Linked DNA regions of Ovis aries: region 2 is linked to region 1. The links are chromatin contacts, called in public Hi-C maps. All regions are on one chromosome and are shown on one strand. Each heading gives the region's core, a stretch centred on a gene start, on an enhancer-like site or on the middle of the called end of the contact. The rest is flanking DNA. Distances are from core to core; before and after follow the strand shown. Region 1 has its middle 300 kb from the start of KLF6. Region 2 overlaps LOC106991526 (a long non-coding RNA gene).

The links. Hi-C and Micro-C count contacts between places; a contact is called where the count stands out from the background.
Region 2: a contact with region 1 is called in a Hi-C map of tail adipose tissue, with 2.5 times the contacts expected there. The contact joins two enhancer-like sites. A contact is called at or near these places in 3 of 16 Hi-C or Micro-C datasets (skin fibroblasts and tail adipose tissue).

Annotation. Positions count from the first base shown.
Region 1 is chr13:43,880,097-43,884,461 of ARS-UI_Ramb_v3.0, forward strand. No RefSeq gene overlaps it. Among named protein-coding and RNA genes, the nearest start is that of KLF6, 300 kb to the right of the region's middle. Within about 2 kb of position 2,160, at least 32 of the 54 cell types and tissues checked have an H3K27ac peak or open chromatin away from gene starts, as enhancers often do. A contact at or near this core is called in tail adipose tissue, where this site is marked.
Region 2 is chr13:44,115,574-44,119,938 of ARS-UI_Ramb_v3.0, forward strand. All of the region lies in intron 1 of LOC106991526 (a long non-coding RNA gene), which reads right to left. Among named protein-coding and RNA genes, the nearest start is that of KLF6, 65 kb to the right of the region's middle. Within about 2 kb of position 2,363, at least 8 of the 54 cell types and tissues checked have an H3K27ac peak or open chromatin away from gene starts, as enhancers often do. A contact at or near this core is called in tail adipose tissue, where this site is marked.

The sequences.
Region 1 (4,365 bases), core at 910-3,409:
AGCCGGAGTAACCAGCTCCCACAGCTCAAAGGCCAGACAACCAAACACTAATGTGGACCTGCTCTGTCTCTCTGATTTAAACCTGAAATAAAATTTGTGTTGGGAGGATTGGGAAAGGGACAGCGTCTTAAGGATGAGCTCTCTTACTTCTGGGTTTTCTGGAACTGGTCTTCTCATCTGATCAAAGACAAAAAGGACTCCATTTCCAGCAGCAAGGGACTGTTGAGCACGTGATTGTGAAACAGTCATTCAGACCAGACGGTCACCTTCACACACTTGGAGTCATCACATGCCTGTTGAGGATGAGGTTCTGGATGGCCAAGTATTTACTGAGTTTGAATGTTTTGGTGGAAAATACACATAAGATCGGGTTGGTTGGTTACTTCTAACTATGCTAGACAACTTAGGAAAAGAAAATGATGTGCTCAGGACTTTAAATTCCCAGATTAAGATCTGCAGAAGGAACCAGGAAACATCTAGTTGGCCTTGTAAGAAATCTTTTCCCCTGTAGCCAAAGGGCCTAGACTACTGAAAATTAAGCCCAAAGTCTCATTCTGGAGGTGGTGAGTTATAACCCAAATTGAGTTTCCAAGTTTACAGCATCTGTTTTATTAAATTTAGAATGTTTATTACAAAGGTGTGGATGTATATGAGCAAGTTCCTATGATGCTAGGAATCTGAGCCCCTGTTGCTGGGGACTTCCTTTCCTTCTTCACTCCTGCTGGAGATGTCAACCCTCTTCTCGTGATAACAGCTCTGATGCTCCACCCAGGAGCTCGCCCAGGAGTATAGGCAATATTGGCTCTATTCCTATATTTCTGAGTTGAGAAACCTGAAGCTCACTTAAAATGATTCATATTTTATGTTGATAAAAATAGTACATGTATCTCTGTAGCAATCACTCCAGATAGCTAATCAGTCAAGATCATAGTGATCCCTAGTCTGTTTTATTTGATCCTGAGCAGTGCATACAGCCACATCTAATGATAAATATTAAGTAAGATCAGTTCAAGTTACAAACTTAAAGCACTCTAAGCAAGTAAGGTTACAGCAAACCACATTAAGACTATATCCGTGGTAAAAGACATCAGAGCCTGCATCACAGGGAGCAAGTGAGATGTGTGGGAATCAACTTGCCCTTTTCTTCCATTAAAGGGCAGAGTTTTTGGCGGGGGGGAAGAACTGGTTCCATTTCCTCCCTGCAAGCTTCCTTTTCAAAATTACAGAACACAACACACATTTCAACATGACTCCACATGACTCAGAGGCCCTTCTTAAAATAAGACCAGGCCACATTCCTGGAGACGGAATCACCTCTAACCTTCCAAGCTTGGTCAGCATCACTAACCAGGATGTGTTTTCATTCCTCAGATAGCATGGGAAAGTTCTGATTTCCACAGTTAACCTAGCTGTCAGCCAATTATTTGTTCACTGCAGCTCTAAACAAATTTTGTTTTCTTTTCTCATCGCCTCACCAAGAATGAAAGACAACCCACATAAAACCACATGTTTTCCAGTGTAAATAAAGACTGCCATCTCCAGAAAATAAGTGATTCCTGAGATGATTTTTTTTTTTAACAAAGTAGCTTATGAAAGTATGAGATTTAGAACCTGAACACTTCCGCCCCGAGAGAAACAGATCTATTCTGAGTTAATTGTGCCAGAAGACTGTTCCTTCTGCAGAACCAGGAAAACTTTTTGGTGACTGTCAAGCCCAACTTAGCATTTCTCTCCTGATTAAAAAATTGAGGGAAGTGAAGGTGCACCCCACCAGCATGTTTACACCAGTCTACACCGCTTTCCCGTCACATAACAGCAGCTGGTTCACATTGGCAGGATTGTGTACAGAAGCCTAAAGACCTGTGCATCTAACCAGAACATTTATTGGGGAGCAGGGCAATGAGGCTTGAACTTGAACCTAGAAGACTGCTTTCCTACCAGACTGCAGCTAATTTCTTTTTCTGAGAAAAGAGGATGGATAACATTGACTTCGAATGTGAATAAAGCAGGCTTATACACGTGGGACTCTTTTCAGGCCCTGAGGACTGTCCACTTGGTGGACGGGATTACTATTAATAACAGTGGATCCAGAGCTGTCATGACTAACTGGCCTGAACTCCAAAGGGACGGCTGTCTTTCATGCACTGAGTCAGAGTTTCCTTAGCGACGCGGCCCCGGGAGATAAAGAACTGTAATCACTTCCTGTGAGTGATGTCTCTCCCTCAGTCGTACAATGAGTAACATTTATATCACTGGTTTCTAAGCACTAGGCTACTTGAGAACCCCACTCCCCCCAGGCGTTTGGTTAAATCAGACTCAGAATAGTGGCTTTGGTGGCTTGGCGCCTGCGCTTCAAGACTGCCCAGCCCCTGGTCCGCGCCCCCAGCCACACTTAGAGACATACAGGCTTTGAAGTAGATCTCGCCAGCCCCCTCCCAGACACCCGACAGATGAAGTCATGGACCAGAGAAGCAATCGCCGCCTGAACAGTCGTCCTCCAGATGTGCCCTTGCTCGGGGTCGGCCCCAAGTGTCACTTCCTGGCGGAAAGAGACTGCTTGCATTTCGTTTGCATTCGAGACCCTGTTGACAAAGCCCTGCTGCAGGTGTCCCCCTGAAACTGTCACACAGTGACCTTCCTTGGTCAGAAGCGCTGTCAACATCATCTCAGGTCTCCTCTCTCCTCAGATCTCTCCTGCGCACATCTGTTCGGGAGAGGTCAGTACCCCGTTTCACTGAGATTTTTAAAAGTCATCCCATGAAGTCAGATTTTAGCAAGGACAGTAATAACAGCACCCCCTCCCCTGTCTGATGCCAGTCTCCCTCTAGCCTGTCTCCTGACTTGATCCTTTAATAGAAGGGCATCTTATCTGATGACCCAAGGTGCTGATTCATTTCCACTCCTTTCTCTTCTCCCCACCCTCCTTCCCCACCTCCTGCCCCCTCCCCTGTTTAAGCAGTTGAAGGAACCAGTGGGCCTTTGAACTCCCTTTTCCTGGAGCAAACTTTTTTCACAATCTTAACTTACTCCAAGGAAGATAAAACAAAAAGTGCTGAAACACACTGCGCAAATATAAAGTAAATAAGTAGATGCACAAAGGCCACTGTGGTTGTTGGCGCAGATGCTGGGGAGCAGCTGGGGGCTGAGACCAAGATCGGGCTGAGCCCAGGGGCCGCAGCTGGGGCCCGAGTGTGTGAATGGAGCTGAGCTGGCCTCCCACACAACAGGAATTCCTCCAAAACTATGCACTCGGTATGGGAGCGCAGGAAAAATGTGTTTAGAATATCACTAAGGAAACCCAGATACATTATCTTTGCCAGAGCACAAAAGACAGTTCAGTTAATGCCCAGCTCAAAATGACTAAAACAGAGAACATGTGTTGAATGATGCTGGGGAAGCAGAGAAGTAGAAAAAGAAGGTGGCTGGGTTCTTGATGCCCAAACAAGAGCAAGACGTGCCCTTCCCCAAACCAGGGGACTTGCTGCAGCTCTTGTTCACAGCCCTGGCTCTCTGCAGGTGAAGAAGAATTAAAAGGAAAGCATTTGGGTCTTCCCGCTCAAAAAGGTTTGGTTGTCATAGATTTCTCTTCCAAATATCAAGATGTTTGTTCCTGCCATCACACCTGTAAACACATTTTATTTAATGTGGAGGACATAGAGGTAAGAGTGTGCTTTGACTCCAGAATTTTGAGAGTATGTTTTGACCTCCACTGTTATTTCAACAAGGCACATTGTGCGTGCGCCAATGTGTGTGTGTGTGTGTGTGTGTGTGTGTGTGTGTGTGTGTGTGTGCAGAGCTCTAAATTCCACGGAGCAGTTTACTTCCATTTTAATGCAGGTTAATTTTTAGCATTATAACAGCACAGCCAATTCCTCTCTAAAAATAGGCTGTGATACGTTTACATTTGTGAAGTCGGGTAGTGACAGCTCCGTCTGCAGTACCCTTGAACTGATCACCAGCTGTAAAAAGATGGCGGGAGCAGTGGTTTCCTGTGGCACAATGACCCTCCCACTGTTCTCCTCCGGCCTGGGCCAGCCCAAGAGCAGATGGGCTCCCGTCAACCTCTTCACACTACCCTGTGTTATTTCCTCTTCTGCTGTTGCATTTTGGTAGCAAAGTTAAAGATTCGGGCTTTTAAAATATAGTTATTAATTCTTTTAAAAATAGCCTGAACAAGTTCATGGTAGTCTTCTTAATCCCCTGCAAAATAACCAAGCTGGACAGAATGAGGACCCCACACTCTGGGGAAGGAAGTATTCATTACAAGTGACAGGGGATCTTTCTGTGCCTTTTAAAGCTCATTGCTTGAAAAATGCGGCCCTTTTAATACACACTTGTACATGGCTGTATCTTCACAGATCACAC
Region 2 (4,365 bases), core at 1,113-3,612, 240 kb after region 1:
TCGACTAATACTTCTCTGTCATTATGGATGACACATTTCCACACAAGGGAGCAAACCAACTCAACTTTGCAAATGACTAGATTATACCCCTATCTCAGGGCCCTTCCGGCTAAAATTGAGATGGCTTAATTAGGTCCCATTCGTTTATTTTTGTTTTTAGTTTCATTATTCTAGGAGGAGGGTCAAAAAAGATCTTGCTGCGATTCATGTCAAAGACCTTTCTTCCTCTGTTTTCCTCTTAAGGTTTTATAATATCTGGACTTACATTTAGACGTAGGTACCCTGCCACGTGTAAAACAGACAGCTAGTGGGAAGCGGCTGTTTCAGGGAGCCCAGCTCGGGGCTCTGTGATGACCTGGAGGGGTGGGCTGGGCTGGGAGTGGGAGGGAGGCTCCAGAGGGAGGGGTACAGGCATACTTAGAGCTGATTCCCTTTCTTGTACAGCAGGAACTAACACAATACTGTAAAGCAACTCCACCCCAATTAAAAAAATCTTTTTAGATTGAGATGGGAACTCATTTAAATGTGTTCTTCAAGGAAGACATATTCAAAAGGAGAGTGAAGAGCAGGCTTCTGAAACACCATGCTAAATGAGGCAGAGCTCAGAGCACTAAGATGCAGACGTGCGCAGCCCAGCAGCCTTTTACAAACATCTAACAGGACGTCGGACACGACTGAGCTACTAAACTGAACTGAACAGGACATGGCGGCTACAGGACTGTTAATGCAGCTCCCTTAAGTTGGGTAAACAAGAGCAACCTTCCCCGTTCCTCCACCCTGCAGATGGGCCACCTTCTCCTTCAAGTGCCCTGAGGCCCTCTCTGAGGAGGCAGACAATTCACCCAACTCAAGCAAACTGGATAAGCTGGGAGCTGGGGGTGGCCACAGTTCCATTTCTGAAAGAGTCCAAATGACTTGCTTCTTAGAGAAGAAGTTAAGGGTAATGATGAACCAGTTTAAAAGCAAAGATCCAAAACCTACTAACTTTTCTCTTTGGCTTCAATCAAAGAGAACGGAAGCCATAAATTTCCCTTGAAGTCTGTTTCATAGTTGTTCCTGAGGGGCTGTAAAATAAAAAGGCAAAAATGGGTAGAAATTACTTAAAATGCAAAAATGGCAAAGGGAAATATTGCTGTGGGTGACTTATAAATGACTTTAGAGATTTAGGGAAGCTGAATTATCCAGGCCAACTGAAAAACAGTCACTTTAATCTGAAGATGGGTAAACTCCTGTATATTGTTCACATATTGAAACACTCTCTTATTAAATTATAGTGTTTTATAACTGGTGAATAAAATTGGTATCATGTTTGCTATGCAAAATTCCCACTATTTTTCAAACAGATATGTATTTTAATATGAAATTGAAATTTAATATCAAAAGCACTAAACAATAAAACCAACCCACCTAGCTTCAAATCCTCCTTATATTATTTTTTGAATTTTGTATCTAATAACATTGCACAATAACAGTGAAACAAGATTAACACTGTGATAGTATTTGTTTAGGAAACCAAGAGTGTTGCTATGGAAACAGTCGTTCTGCATAACTATGGAAACAGTGACAGTGTTGTAAATAATGACACTGAAAAGAGAACTATGTAAACTTAACATAAGAATTCTAAAAAGAATAGAGAATGAGGAGGTGGAGGGAGGAGGAATTATATTTCTTTGAAAAAAAAACCATAGTTCTATTTTTGTCTTCTGGTAGGACTTTTAAGCTAAGTTTTCAAAAGCTTCATTTGACCTCCTCGATCTGTTAGTTTCTCTCATATTAACTGACAAAATCTAACTTTATGTTTTTATTTTGTTTTCTGTAACCTATTTATACTTCGTAAGAAAATTCACTAAAAAGTGTCTTTGATTCAATTTCACTTTGATAACATTTTATAGACCAAGTTACTTTTCATAAATATGTTAAAAAGAAAGGAAATCACAGAAAGCATGTTTAATTTATTATATTTGGAGATTCTAAAATCAGAGAAGGCAATGGCACCCCACTCCAGTACTCTTGCCTGGAAAATCCCATGGACGGAGGAGCCTGGTGGGCTACAGTCCATGGGGTCGCTAAGAGTCAGACACGACTGAGCGACTTCACTTTCACTTTTCACTTTCACGCATTGGAGAAGGAAGTTGCAACCCACTCATGTTCTTGCCTGGAGAATCCCAGGGACGGGGGAGCCTGGTGGGCTGCCGTCTCTGGGGTCGCACAGAGTCGGACATGACTTTTTTCTAAACATATGAATGTCTGAAACCATACATGGGAATGCACATTATTCTTGGTTGACTTGCAGCTCATTCCCCGCCTATATTGTGTCCCACTAGAAGGAAATGATTATGTCTTACTCACCTCTGCAGTTCCCCGGATATCAACTAGACAGCCAGGTGACCAGGAAATACCCACACACTGTGGAATGAGTGTGTATGCCATTATAGAAGCAATCGAATATAAAGTAAAACAATATAATGCCCTAAAACAGCAAAAGGCAGGATGATGCCAACTTCCTGGAGTGATTCCATGAGTCTGCCCAGTTACAAAGGTGAGAGGCTGACCTGATCTCACTGAAAAGGTAATGATGGTAACTCAAAGACCACTAAACAAGGGAAGCAACTTCAAGAACGGAAGGAAGCTGAAGCTCAGCCATTAAAAGCAGGTGAAACGTACACAGTCTGTTTTTACCGGGCAAAACCCAAGACTCACGGGGTGTCCTGAGATTTCATTCTCTCATGGGTTTGCCACCACCATGAAAGGTGAGACAGAGACGGACATAGCCATCCCTTTGAATCTGAGAGCTGTGTTTATTCCTAAACTGTTGTTCCCTAAGTCTTATGAGAATTTAAGTTCATGTTCAAGCACTCCTATATATCCTGGCATTTTTTTTTATAACTCTAGAATAATGATTTTTTAAATTTGGAATTCTGTCATTTTTGATCTAAATTACTTCCTTACTCCAAACACAGACACAGTATTAAGTTAGGACTTAAACATTTGGATTTGTGGGGCGAGGGGGGAAGGATGGCATAGCAGTGTTACCCCTACTTTGTTCTTTACAGTTTAAAGAACTGGAAAAAGCAATATAAAAATGCAATTGTTAGTTAAGTGCTGGTATAACCACTTAATAGAGCATTGCATATTCGTTCAATATTTTTCCAGGTTCTTCAAAAACACAGAAAAGGCCTTGGATATATGATAAGTAAAAGAAGTCACATATAATAGTGTATATGTACACAGCATATTGACAACCTCTTCCCAGAAGAGAGGGCTGTACGTATACTTGATTATCTTTTCTGGCCTGCTGTTCTGTATTTTCTAATATTGTATCTTCCAATATTACAATTGGAAATATTATAATATTATTACAATAATATCACAGTAATACAATACTATATTTTCTAATATTCCTTTATGCATATGGGTTACTTATTTTTTAAGGATAAAATAAATATAATCATTTCACAACTTGTACATAAACCATACCATCATGCTATGTGCCTTAAATACACACAATTTTTATCTGTCAGTTACATTTCAATGAAGCTGAAAAAAATGTCACTTTTTCCTGAGACAAATGGTGAGCAGTAGCACAGCATGCACCATGAGAAATGGTGTCTGTCCTTCATTTGTATCGAACCTGTATTTCTACTGAGCTGCAGACAAGTTTTGAGAGGCTGAGTGTGTATTACCAAAATGGGGACCTACGTATTGGGGAAAAACAATAATAATTTATTGTTGGCCTTCTAGACAGGACAAGCTGTCTCAGACAGACAGCTGTACATTGGCTTTTATTAATTTGAAGAGCTCTACAAGCAAAGTAAGCAGATTGTTCTTTTATCAGTTCTCTATCCAATTACTCCAAGGCTCATTTTTAAATGTGACACCAACCTTTCCTTTTGTACTTTAATTACTGCAATCACATCACAGAATTGCTCACTTTTAATTTTTAATTCAATGAATGATATCCTTAATAAGCACACATGGCCTAGATAAACCTCCTCTGTTCTGATTGGTGCAGGGAGAGATGTGTAAGAAAGCATTGGGAGGTGGTTAATGTCAACACAGGGCTCAATAGCTTACAGCAAACCAAGGGTTGAAAGAAGGGTGAGTTACTTGCAGTGCATTTCCCAAGTATAGAATATCCAAGAAGAAATCTTGCCAGGCAGTAGGGATGAATAATTATTTTTAGTAGCGCATTGCAGTTTTGAAGTTTCAGAATGAGTCAAATTTCCATTGTGGTTTTAAGCAATGGCCTCTGTCTCACTGTCTCTAATATTTAAACTTATATTTCAGGAATTTCCTCAGAAGAAAGTAAAATTATGATGGGGTTTTATTCTGCACCATAAAAGTAGAGTTTTCATGAGCTGTTGA